2 separate regions of the Arachis hypogaea genome follow, and region 2 is linked to region 1. The links are chromatin contacts, called in public Hi-C maps. All regions are on one chromosome and are shown on one strand. Each heading gives the region's core, a stretch centred on a gene start, on an enhancer-like site or on the middle of the called end of the contact. The rest is flanking DNA. Distances are from core to core; before and after follow the strand shown. Region 1 holds the start of LOC112758538 (probable protein S-acyltransferase 12). Region 2 holds the start of LOC112758541 (heterogeneous nuclear ribonucleoprotein Q).

The links. A called contact is a pair of places that touch in the nucleus more often than the background predicts.
Region 2: a contact with region 1 is called in a Hi-C map of leaf, with 3 times the contacts expected there. The contact joins the promoter of LOC112758541 here to the promoter of LOC112758538 in region 1. A contact is called at or near these places in 2 of 8 Hi-C or Micro-C datasets (leaf and an unstated tissue).

The regions. Positions count from the first base shown.
Region 1 is chr16:24,104,401-24,109,385 of arahy.Tifrunner.gnm2.J5K5, reverse strand. LOC112758538 (probable protein S-acyltransferase 12) reads right to left here and starts at 2,638. Exons shown (of 7, transcript XM_025807242.3): 1 at 2,157-2,638; 2 at 1,816-2,065; 3 at 1,608-1,699; 4 at 860-986; 5 at 670-755; 6 at 260-325. The coding sequence starts at 2,342.
Region 2 is chr16:24,245,756-24,250,740 of arahy.Tifrunner.gnm2.J5K5, reverse strand. It overlaps LOC112758541 (heterogeneous nuclear ribonucleoprotein Q), which reads left to right and starts at 3,018. Exons shown (of 10, transcript XM_025807246.3): 1 at 3,018-3,058; 2 at 3,207-3,299; 3 at 3,648-4,059; 4 at 4,153-4,269; 5 at 4,582-4,722; 6 at 4,801-4,977. The coding sequence starts at 3,673. LOC140179714 (a long non-coding RNA gene) reads left to right here. Exons shown (of 2, transcript XR_011873524.1): 2 at 1-407.

The DNA.
Region 1 (4,985 bases), core at 1,389-3,888:
GTTAAATCATCAGATTATTGAAACTAATCAAACAATGCTTTGTTCGTTAAAAGGAGCAATTGCTAATTCTTATTATTTTACGCAACTTTTACTTCCTTTCCTCTCGTTTCCTATTCTTTCTATTTTCATTTCTTCCATTTTCTTTCTTCCCCTTTTCGCTCCTCATCCGAACAAAGCACTTCATGAATCAGATATTTAACATCAACTTCACAATTTCCAATTATTTTGTGATGTTTTACTACTTGATATTTAATGTTACCTGCTCAAAATTCTTCTTCCTTCCCAAGTCATACCTCCACCTGACTGCTTTTTTCTTTTCATAAACCTGAAACATCATTTACCAAACAGCCACTTTAGATAAAAGAACCTTAGTTATTCTCAAAATTATCTGGTGACTACTCAGTGTACCAGGCCTTCATCATAGTTAGAGCCTTAGAGGTACACAACCATGTTCAACAATCAAAGCTGAATTAATGAATATCATCATCTGTTGTCACAGCTTGATAAAGCCTGACATATTTGATATTTCCCATGTTCAGTGAACAGAATCATGCTGGGTTTCAGAATTAACAAAACTCTAATGTATGTCTGACCAATAGCATTATTGCATACCATTTCAAAAAGGTTAAAGAGAAAATAATATTTATTCATAAATGATTAACAATTTACCTCTACCGAAGTTGTGTTGCTTAAGAGAAGAGATATATGCATGACTACGAAACAGAGAAGACTCAGTGCAAAGGCCAAATTGAGAACTGCATCAAGGCATACAGTCTGTAAGAAACATTAATAGCTATGAGGATTCAATAAAAGCTACCCAGATTAACTTGACTAATATAAGTATAACATTTATACTTACTAGAAGCCAAAAAGATTACAGCAAATCCCCCAGGAGATAATGAATGATTTCTAGCTCCACTGAAGAATCTGATCAAACTGGGGACCAGAGCTAAGCAATCCAGTGTTGTCTCAAGAAATGTATATAGCTATTAATAGGAGGGGGACAGAGAAATAAATTAGGCAAAACAAATACCAGAAAGAGTAGTATGACATTCATCCCTTTTCCAACTCCACCACCTGACCCCTCCTGTTTTCTTCTAACAGTATGCACTTCAATAATTTATAATTTGCTTTCCTTTAGAATAAAAGTACTAGGCATGTGTTTTCTGTTCATTCTAACAAGGTAGCAACACTTTTCCCATTCATGTTGAGAAAGCAGTTAAAGCACATATTCCATTCGATAATTTGATACAGAAGCAAAGGATTATTAAATGGAAAACTTAAATTTTATCACTTCACTAGATCTTCTTAATGATAGAGCAGCAACTGCAAATCGACAAGACTCAAGAGGGATAGATGTTTCTCTAATTATTTCATTGAATTGATTAATTCAGTTTTATCAATTAACTACCAGAAATGTGGGCCAACAATCATTTCATTGAATGATTTGATGCAGATGCAACCGATATGTAATTGACAAGTTCAGTGTTATCATGTAATAAAAAATGTCAAAACCTTCCAAGCGATATGCAGAGGAAGAATCCCAAAACCTTCTCAAGAATATGTAGAGCACAAAGAAAGTAGCAACTATGGAGACATGGAATTACCAAGAAGAGCAGAAAATACTTGTAGTTACGTGCTCCAACGCAATTCACCACCCAAATACAATGATGATCCATCTTAAGAACGCATCTTTGGCCTGCAAAATACATCAAGGAGACAAATATAAACCTCAAGACAAGGTGAGGCATGCTTGTGCATGGTCATGTATAAAATGATTCATAGAAAATAGAGAAAATATTGGAAGAGACATACAGACAGAGCAGTGATGGCAACGGGGTGGCTTGGCATTCTGGCATCGAGTACAATAGCCAGTGGAAGAAGAGGAAGAAGAAGCCTCAGCTGCAGCCTCGGACTCAGGTGCAACTTGAGAGTAGAGTGATATAGGAGTAGTGACAGCTTCTAAATCGTGGTGCTGAGAGATGGGCAAAGGCCTCCAATTATGGGGGACAGAACCAGGGTCATTCAGAACCACCATGAAGTAGGACCATGTCAACAGTATAAGCTGCAAGCAAGCAACAACTACGAGCATTGAAGATTGAACAAGAGAAAAAAGGTTAAATCTTTGAGAGAGAGAGATAGGAGGGAAAACTGACAAGGATGTGAAAAAGGAAGAGAATGAGGAAGGCGAGTGGGGAATGGGAGTGGAACAAGAGAGGGCCCCAGGCGATGATAACAACGGCGTAGTAGGAGAGGGCGACGATGGCGGCGAAGAGGAGGATCATGAAGTAACCGAGAACGCGGAGAGCAGAGCAGAGCTTGAACAAGTTGATGTGATCCATTCGACGAGCAATTGAGGTAATGATCTTCGGGATTGGAAACCTTACTGCTGCTGCACCTCCAAGTCCTGCTGTTCTGCTCCGTGCCGGGAACAGCCGTTTCCAGATATCGGAAGCCAGGGTGCTGCGATCCCAATTTCCAATTCAGATTTTGGAATTTGGGTAATAGGACTTCCGGTTGTGCTTCTCAACCGGCTTTGCAAATAAAGTAAGAAACAGCGAAGCACCCCACTTTATGGCGATGGATCGAATGCGGGGTCGGGTCGGATGTTGTTGAGCTCACGATCACAATGGAGCACGGACACTTGCTGAGTTGTCGTGTCTGTATATCGGACACGACACTCACCAATATTCATTCAACATGCGTGTATACTGTATCTAATCGTGTCTTAATAAAAAATAAAAAAAAATTTTTCGGACACGCAACACATAAATACAATCACGTGTCAGCGTGTTCAATCTTATTTTTAACATATATTCTTAAAATAAATTTAGATACAGTATATATTGTTATTTATTAAAACAAAAAAATATTTTAAATACTTGATATAATTAAAATAAGACATTAAAAATAATTCAAAAAAGTTAATTTATATTTTAATATCAATAAATATTAAATATCATTACGATTTATCTAAAAAATACTTTATATTTTGTATGTATGCGTGTTCCCGTGTCATGTAAGATTTTAAAATTTGCGTGTCGACGTATTCCGTGTTGTGTCGTGTCCTATGTCCGTGTCAATATCCATGCATCATAGGAAGCTTACATATTTCAATTCCAATTCCAAGTTGAGATGGTTAGTGGTTTGTCCGTGAAGGTTCCACCGAGTTATTGCACCTTCTTAGAGTGGCGGATTGATCTGTTAGCAAAATTATTTGTCTATTTTAAGTAGAACGCAGCGGATAGAAATATCTACAAAAAGTATTCTGACACTCAAATTAATGGAATGATCTTAATAAAGAAGCGAATTACAAGTGAATAAATAAATAAGAAGGTGTGAATGTATGATTCTTTTTTGGAATTATCCCTTTCAGGTTGTTTCTTCCTCTTTATCATAGTTTTGAAACTAAACCGGATTGGCCGGTTCAACCCGATTAATCGGAAACTGATTACCAGACCAGTTCGATTAGCCTCATAAACCGTTGGCAAAAAACCGATCGAACTGGTGGTTAACCACTGAACCGCGCAAAACCGGCCAATTTTTTAAAGGATTTCTGCCAAAAATTCTCTTATTAAGTTATTTCTTTTGGTCTTAGAAAGCATGAAACTCGAGCATTTCAGCTCCATTGTTGAAAGATTATAGGTTGAATTTATATATTTGAAATTATATATAGGTTTTTTAATAATTTTATTTAATATTTAATTAAACCGATTGAACTCCGGTCAAACTAGTAAACTAGTAAACCAGTAACCTTACCGGTTTATTGACCGATCCGGCTCTCGCAACCTTGCTCCTTATAAATAGTTAGAGCCCGTTATGCTTGACTCGAACTCTGTCGATATTCTCGATAGGTTTCGCGTTTCTTGCCGTATCAATTTTGTGATTCTATTGTTATCTCAATTTGGTTAATTACGTGAGTTGTGGCTTTTATGTTCGAGTTTATAGCAATTTGTGGCCGAGGTATAACATACGTATCATAGCCCCCAAGCTTGACCTATCCTAAAGGGAAAGAAGTAGGCTGAGCTTTTATTTGTATATCTCGGCCATTTGATGTGGTGCGTGTTGGAGGTCCCCAGCACCCAAGCTCGAACTGGTTCCTTTGGTGAATTTGAAAAATCTACTTTTGTATATTTTTTTTATGTATGAACATGACACCAACTTCCACGTGCCCCTTATGACTTAATAGATATGACATGCGACGCGAGACTTGATGTATCCCTGTGCGTTTGATCAAATAACTCCTTGAATAATTTTTTATGAATGGTTTGGATTAAAAACAAAGGGAGATGGAGGATGCACCGTTTAGTAACCCACTGTTGTCTTAAAATTTGTTCCTTTCCCGAAGTTAATTTTGTGTTGAAGTTTTGAAGGAAAAGAGTTTAATCCCCCATTCTCTGCAAATGAGTAAAAAAGATTAGTTTTGCTTTTTCATTTTGCCTTCTTCTTTAGTTCTCTTGTGTTTGACTTTGTGCGAGAAAGATGGGTAAGAAAAAGTAAAAGTATATGAGAGTGATCTTTGCTGTTGGGTGGGCGAGAGTGTGAAGAGTTAGGTTTTCCGGTTTGACGATATTAATTCTGTGAATGTTTTTTATTCTTGGCGTGTGGGTCAGAAAGGGGAGTCAGATTAAGATAGAAGTGTTGCCATGTAAGGAGAGTGATTGCGTATGTGAGAAGTTGCGCGATTGGCCTTATTTTTATTTGTATAGTTGTTTGCTTACGAAACTTGGTGTTAGGCTTCTTTTTTCTAACTTTCAATGTGGTGTAATGTTTGTGAAAATTAGGAGTGCCTTGGATGAATTTTCGTTTCATTTGAACGAATTTTTAGAGGAGATATTTTCCCTTTCTTGGTCTCCTGAGCCTATGCAGATCTTAGATGTTAAAGATAGGTGTACCAATGATAATTTAGTAAAGGAGTTTTTAATTTTTGAAATGGAATCTAAGGAGTTGTTATATGTTGCTAATTGTTGAAACAGGACACAGAT
Region 2 (4,985 bases), core at 1,769-4,268, 140 kb before region 1:
AGGTTGGCCAATCTGCCATCGGATTGTGCTGTCGTCAGAGCTGCAACCACGTCAGATCGCGGCCGACTAGTCTTCCAACAACCTCCCGAAAATGTTGTGCCTCCAATATTCTTTTAGTGCTCCACAGCTTCCAAGCTCAAAGGATCCACCAATAGCCTTTCTCACCATCGAACATTGGAAAATCATGCAAAGAAATGTGACTGAAATCCGAACTACCATGAAAGCAGTGATCATTACTGGCATAGTGTTTAATGAAATCGTCATTTGATACGATATTGTATCAAGAGATACAGAGAATGAGAGATAATAAGAGAGACTTAAGACTAGAGCAAAAAAAAAAATCAGAATTTCTAATTATATCATACTCCTATTTATAACATAATTCTCAAAGTGAGTTATAGGCCTAATACTAACCCTAATATATTCTTACTACTTATCCTTTTTCATATATTTTATGAATATAATTTTGAAAAAATGACATTTTCGAGATGTTCAAATTATATTTTTTATTTATAAAATATATATTTTTACTTTTATAAGAGTAAAATAACATATTATTAGTCAATTTGACTAAAATATTTATCGATAATAATTATTTGGTTAATTTAAATAATAATAAATTTATTCATTTTTATATTTATTACATAATATAGAATATTTTAATTTGTTACAAAAATATTTGATTTAAAACTTTTTATATATATATATATAGTTTTGATTAATAATAAAATATTAGTAATAAATAAAATTTATTATATTAGTAATAAATAAAATTATTACATTAATAATCAAGAAATATAACAAATTTTTAATTAAATATTTTTAATGAGATAAAATATTTTATATTATGTTATACAATATTAAAAATGAATAATATTTATCATAGTAATAAATGTATAATTATATTATTATTATTTGAATCAACCAAATAATTATTATTTATTTTTATATGTAATTATAAGGGTTAAGTACTGAAATCGTCCCTAAGGTCTGGGGTGAAAATCAAAATCGTCTCCGACCTTTTTTTGTTATTAAAATCATCCCCAACGTTACAAAACGTTATAAAATCGTCCTTTTGTCCATAAATAAAATTTTTTGGACAATTTTGTCCTTAAACAAAAATTAAAAAGTCTCTCCACCTTCACCACTACCCTATGCATTATCATCACCATCACCATCGCTACACCATAACCACCAACAATCCAGCAACACCAACAGCAACAATAAAAAATAAATCAACAAAAATTTCAAATTAAACAATTCAGCAATCATCAACTATAATTTCAGATCCAAAATTAGCAACAACATAAATTAAAAAATTTTAAAAAGAAGAACTCATATGTTCTTCAAAAAAAAAAAAAAAGAAGAAGAGAGAAAGAGAACAACGCGAAGAAACTGGGAACAAGAACTCAAAATTGCAATATCTCACATCACAAAATAGAAGCAACGGATTAATTTTGAGTTAACCAACATGATCTCACTAACGAAGCTATTATCCACTGCCACCAAAAATAACCTTGAGCTTCTTCACTTCAGAAAGATCAAGTAATGTAGTCTTGGTGATCAAATCAGAATTCAAGTTGCTACCAAACAACGCAACATCAAGAACAGACATCATCACCATTCATATATAACAGAAGCCTCATCATTCTCCTCTTCACCTTCCTCACCCCACCACCAGCCCCACCATCATCATCAACACCAGAACCCACCACCACCCCCACCTCAGAAAATCATAACTCAGAATAATCAACAAATTCACTTTGAACAATAATCAACAAATTCAGCAACAACAATATTCCAAATTTAAGCCAAATCACAAAAAATTAAATTATAGATATTCCATAACAAATTTCACTAAAAATTCATAAATTCTACAACAGTGGCAGATCACAGACGGCAGGACGGCGGTGCGGCGGTGCGACGGAGTGGCGGTATAGCGGTGCGGCAGTGCGGCTTCCCTTTCCTCCCCCTCCCCCACCCCCCTCAACGGCGGCCTTAGCGGTGGTGACGCTCCCCTCGGTGGCTCACTCCTTCTCTCGCGCTGTCTCTCTTCTCGGCTCAACTCTGATTCGCGACGGCACTCTCTCTCCCTCTTCCCTTTTGATGGCGACGATGACAAGCAAGGCAGCTGGGCATGTCGGCAGCGGCGCTGGACACGGCCTCCCTCTCTTCCCTTCTTAGCTCTCTGTCACTCTCTCCCTCAAGCCCTCACCGTTTCTTTCTTTCTTTCTTTTTGTTTCCTGAAGCCGTTTCTCTCTATATCCCTTTCTTTCCTTTCTTTTTTATTTATTTTATTTTATAATTATTTTAATGAGAGGGTAGTTTGATAATAAAAAAATTAAAATTGGTAAAAAAAATGATTTTAAAGCGTTTTTGAACATTGAGGATGATTTTAATAAAGAAAAAAGGTTGGGGACGATTTTGATTTTCGCCCCTTACCTTAGGAACGATTTTAGTACTTAACCCTAATTATAATGAATATTGATAAGTATTTTGGTCAAATAAACTAAAATACATGTTATTTTAATTTTTCAAAAAAGTGAATGCACATTTTATTAATAAAGAGAAGAAATTATCATTTAAAATCTGAAAATGTCATTTTCTCTATATTTTTAATTATTTGATAAAATAAAGACATAAATAGATTAAGTTTTACTTTTGAATTCTTAATGTCTTATTATTGTAGTACGGTTTAATTACTGTTTTTAACAAAAGATAAATTTCAATAAGACAAAAAAAAAGAAATTTTAATAAATGTTTAAAGAGTTTGTTTGAATGAACATTTATATTTAATTTTTTAAAATAAATATATTTTAAAAATTGATAAATATAATTTTTTAAAAGATATTATTTTTTTTAATATTTTTATTTTTAATTAAAAAATTTTATCACATTAAATATTAATTTTTTTCTGACAACTTAATAACAAAAATATTTACGAGCAAAGTTTCTGTGACCATTGCTAATTAGTACGATTTTAATAAATGTGCGGTGAAAAGCGAAAGAGAAGAGAAAAGTGAGAGTGAGAGTCGCTCATCTGGAAAGAAATGAGGAGGTAGTAAATGTAATATTATTCCTTGCTCCCTCCCTTCTTACCTTCCTTCCTTCCTTCCGTCCTTCCTCACTCTGGCGGATACATAGATAGTCACCACCGCTACACATTTCACGTAAAACTCACTGCCTCTGTGTTTCTATGTATCTAGGGTTACAAATTAGAACAACAACCAAAGAGACCAACTCACTCAGAAGCGAATCTGAAAACTCATCAATATCGTCATGTATTTTTATGGCTAATGGTATGCACTGCCATTACATGTCTCTCGTATTGATATTATTATGTCAATTTCCCCCTCCCTCCATTTTTTGTGGTATAAACAATTGAGTTTCCTCTGTTTCGGTAATGCCTTAGGGTTCCCATTCACTTGCCCAGTTTTTATTTATCAATGTAGCCTCAATCTCTTTTACTTGCAAGCAACATGCATCGCCACCTTAAACCCTACGCCTTTTCTTTGGGAAAAGTAATTATCTTAAATTACCCATGGCCTTAAAACTCTTCTAACTGCTCCTAATGTTTGTGCCTCAGCAATGCAGTCACCTACTGTTCCATACACTTTTTTTCTTTTTATGATTGTCTCAATCTGCAGGTGCGGCTATTCTGCTGTGAATGCAATGTCCGAGGGTGCGGAGGTCAATGAGCGTGTCGACATTGATGAGGAGAATTATATGGAAGAGATTGATGATGATGTTGAAGAACAGATAGATGACCATGGACAAGAAGCACCTGAACCTCCACATGAACACAAGGGGTCACCTGCTGAGGCTGCTGCTAAAGATCAGTTGCCTGAACAAGAACAAGAAAGAAGTGACACTGCTGCTGAAATTCTCCAAGATGGGCAGAAACCATCTTCTGTCAATGAAGATGAGGAGAAGGAAAAGCATGATGAACTTCTTGCCCTTCCTCCTCATGGTTCTGAAGTCTTCATTGGTGGGCTTCCTCGCGATGCGCATGAAGATGATTTGAAGGCACTGTGCGAGCCAATGGGTGACGTTCTAGAGGTTAGACAGAGGATTGCAAATGTTGTATTTGAAACTAATCGCTTTATAACTGACTGGGACCAGCAAAGAATTTAATTTCTCTTTACTTTTCAGGTGCGACTAATGAAAGACAAGGACACCGGCGAAAACAGGGGTTATGCTTTTGTGGCTTTTAAAACAAAGGAGGTAGCACAAAAGGCCATTGAAGACATACACAACAAGGAATTTAAGGTATTGATGCTTTCTCAAACTCTCAGACTTTGCCTATACTTTTTCTTGGTCTCCCTCCATATTATTCTACTATTTTTTTTTGCACAATGGGTGGTAAACCAACTCTTTTATCTAATGCATTCTTTCCCAATAGTCCAGTGTATTTACTCAATTCATCCAATGCAACATCGTCATCTTTGCAACATTGAGCCCCTTTTTCAATTTCTCAGGGAAAAACCTTGAGACCTTTGGTATTGGTGTAGTAATATTATTATAAGAAAATCTTCTTTTGTAGATTAGTTTTAACTAATTAAACATTCTTCATGTTCTCAGGGCAAAACCTTGAGGTGTTCACTGTCTGAAACAAAACACAGATTGTTCATTAGTAACATTCCAAAGACTTGGACGGAGGATGAGTTCAGGAAACATGTCGAGGCTGTTGGTCCGGGTGTTGAAAACATCGAGCTCATCAAGGTGCAATGCACTACAAGGTCACAGTAAACTGTTAAAAGCCCTATCTTGCTCTTACCACTCTATTTCTTTTTATTATAGGACCCCCAAAACCCCACTAGGAATCGTGGGTTTGCTTTTGTTTTGTATTACAATAATGCATGTGCTGACTATTCGCGGCAAAAGATGTCAATTGCAAGTTTTAAGCTGGGTGGTAATACCCCAAATGTCACATGGGCAGATCCAAAGATCTCACCTGATCATTCTTCATCTTCACAGGTAAGTGA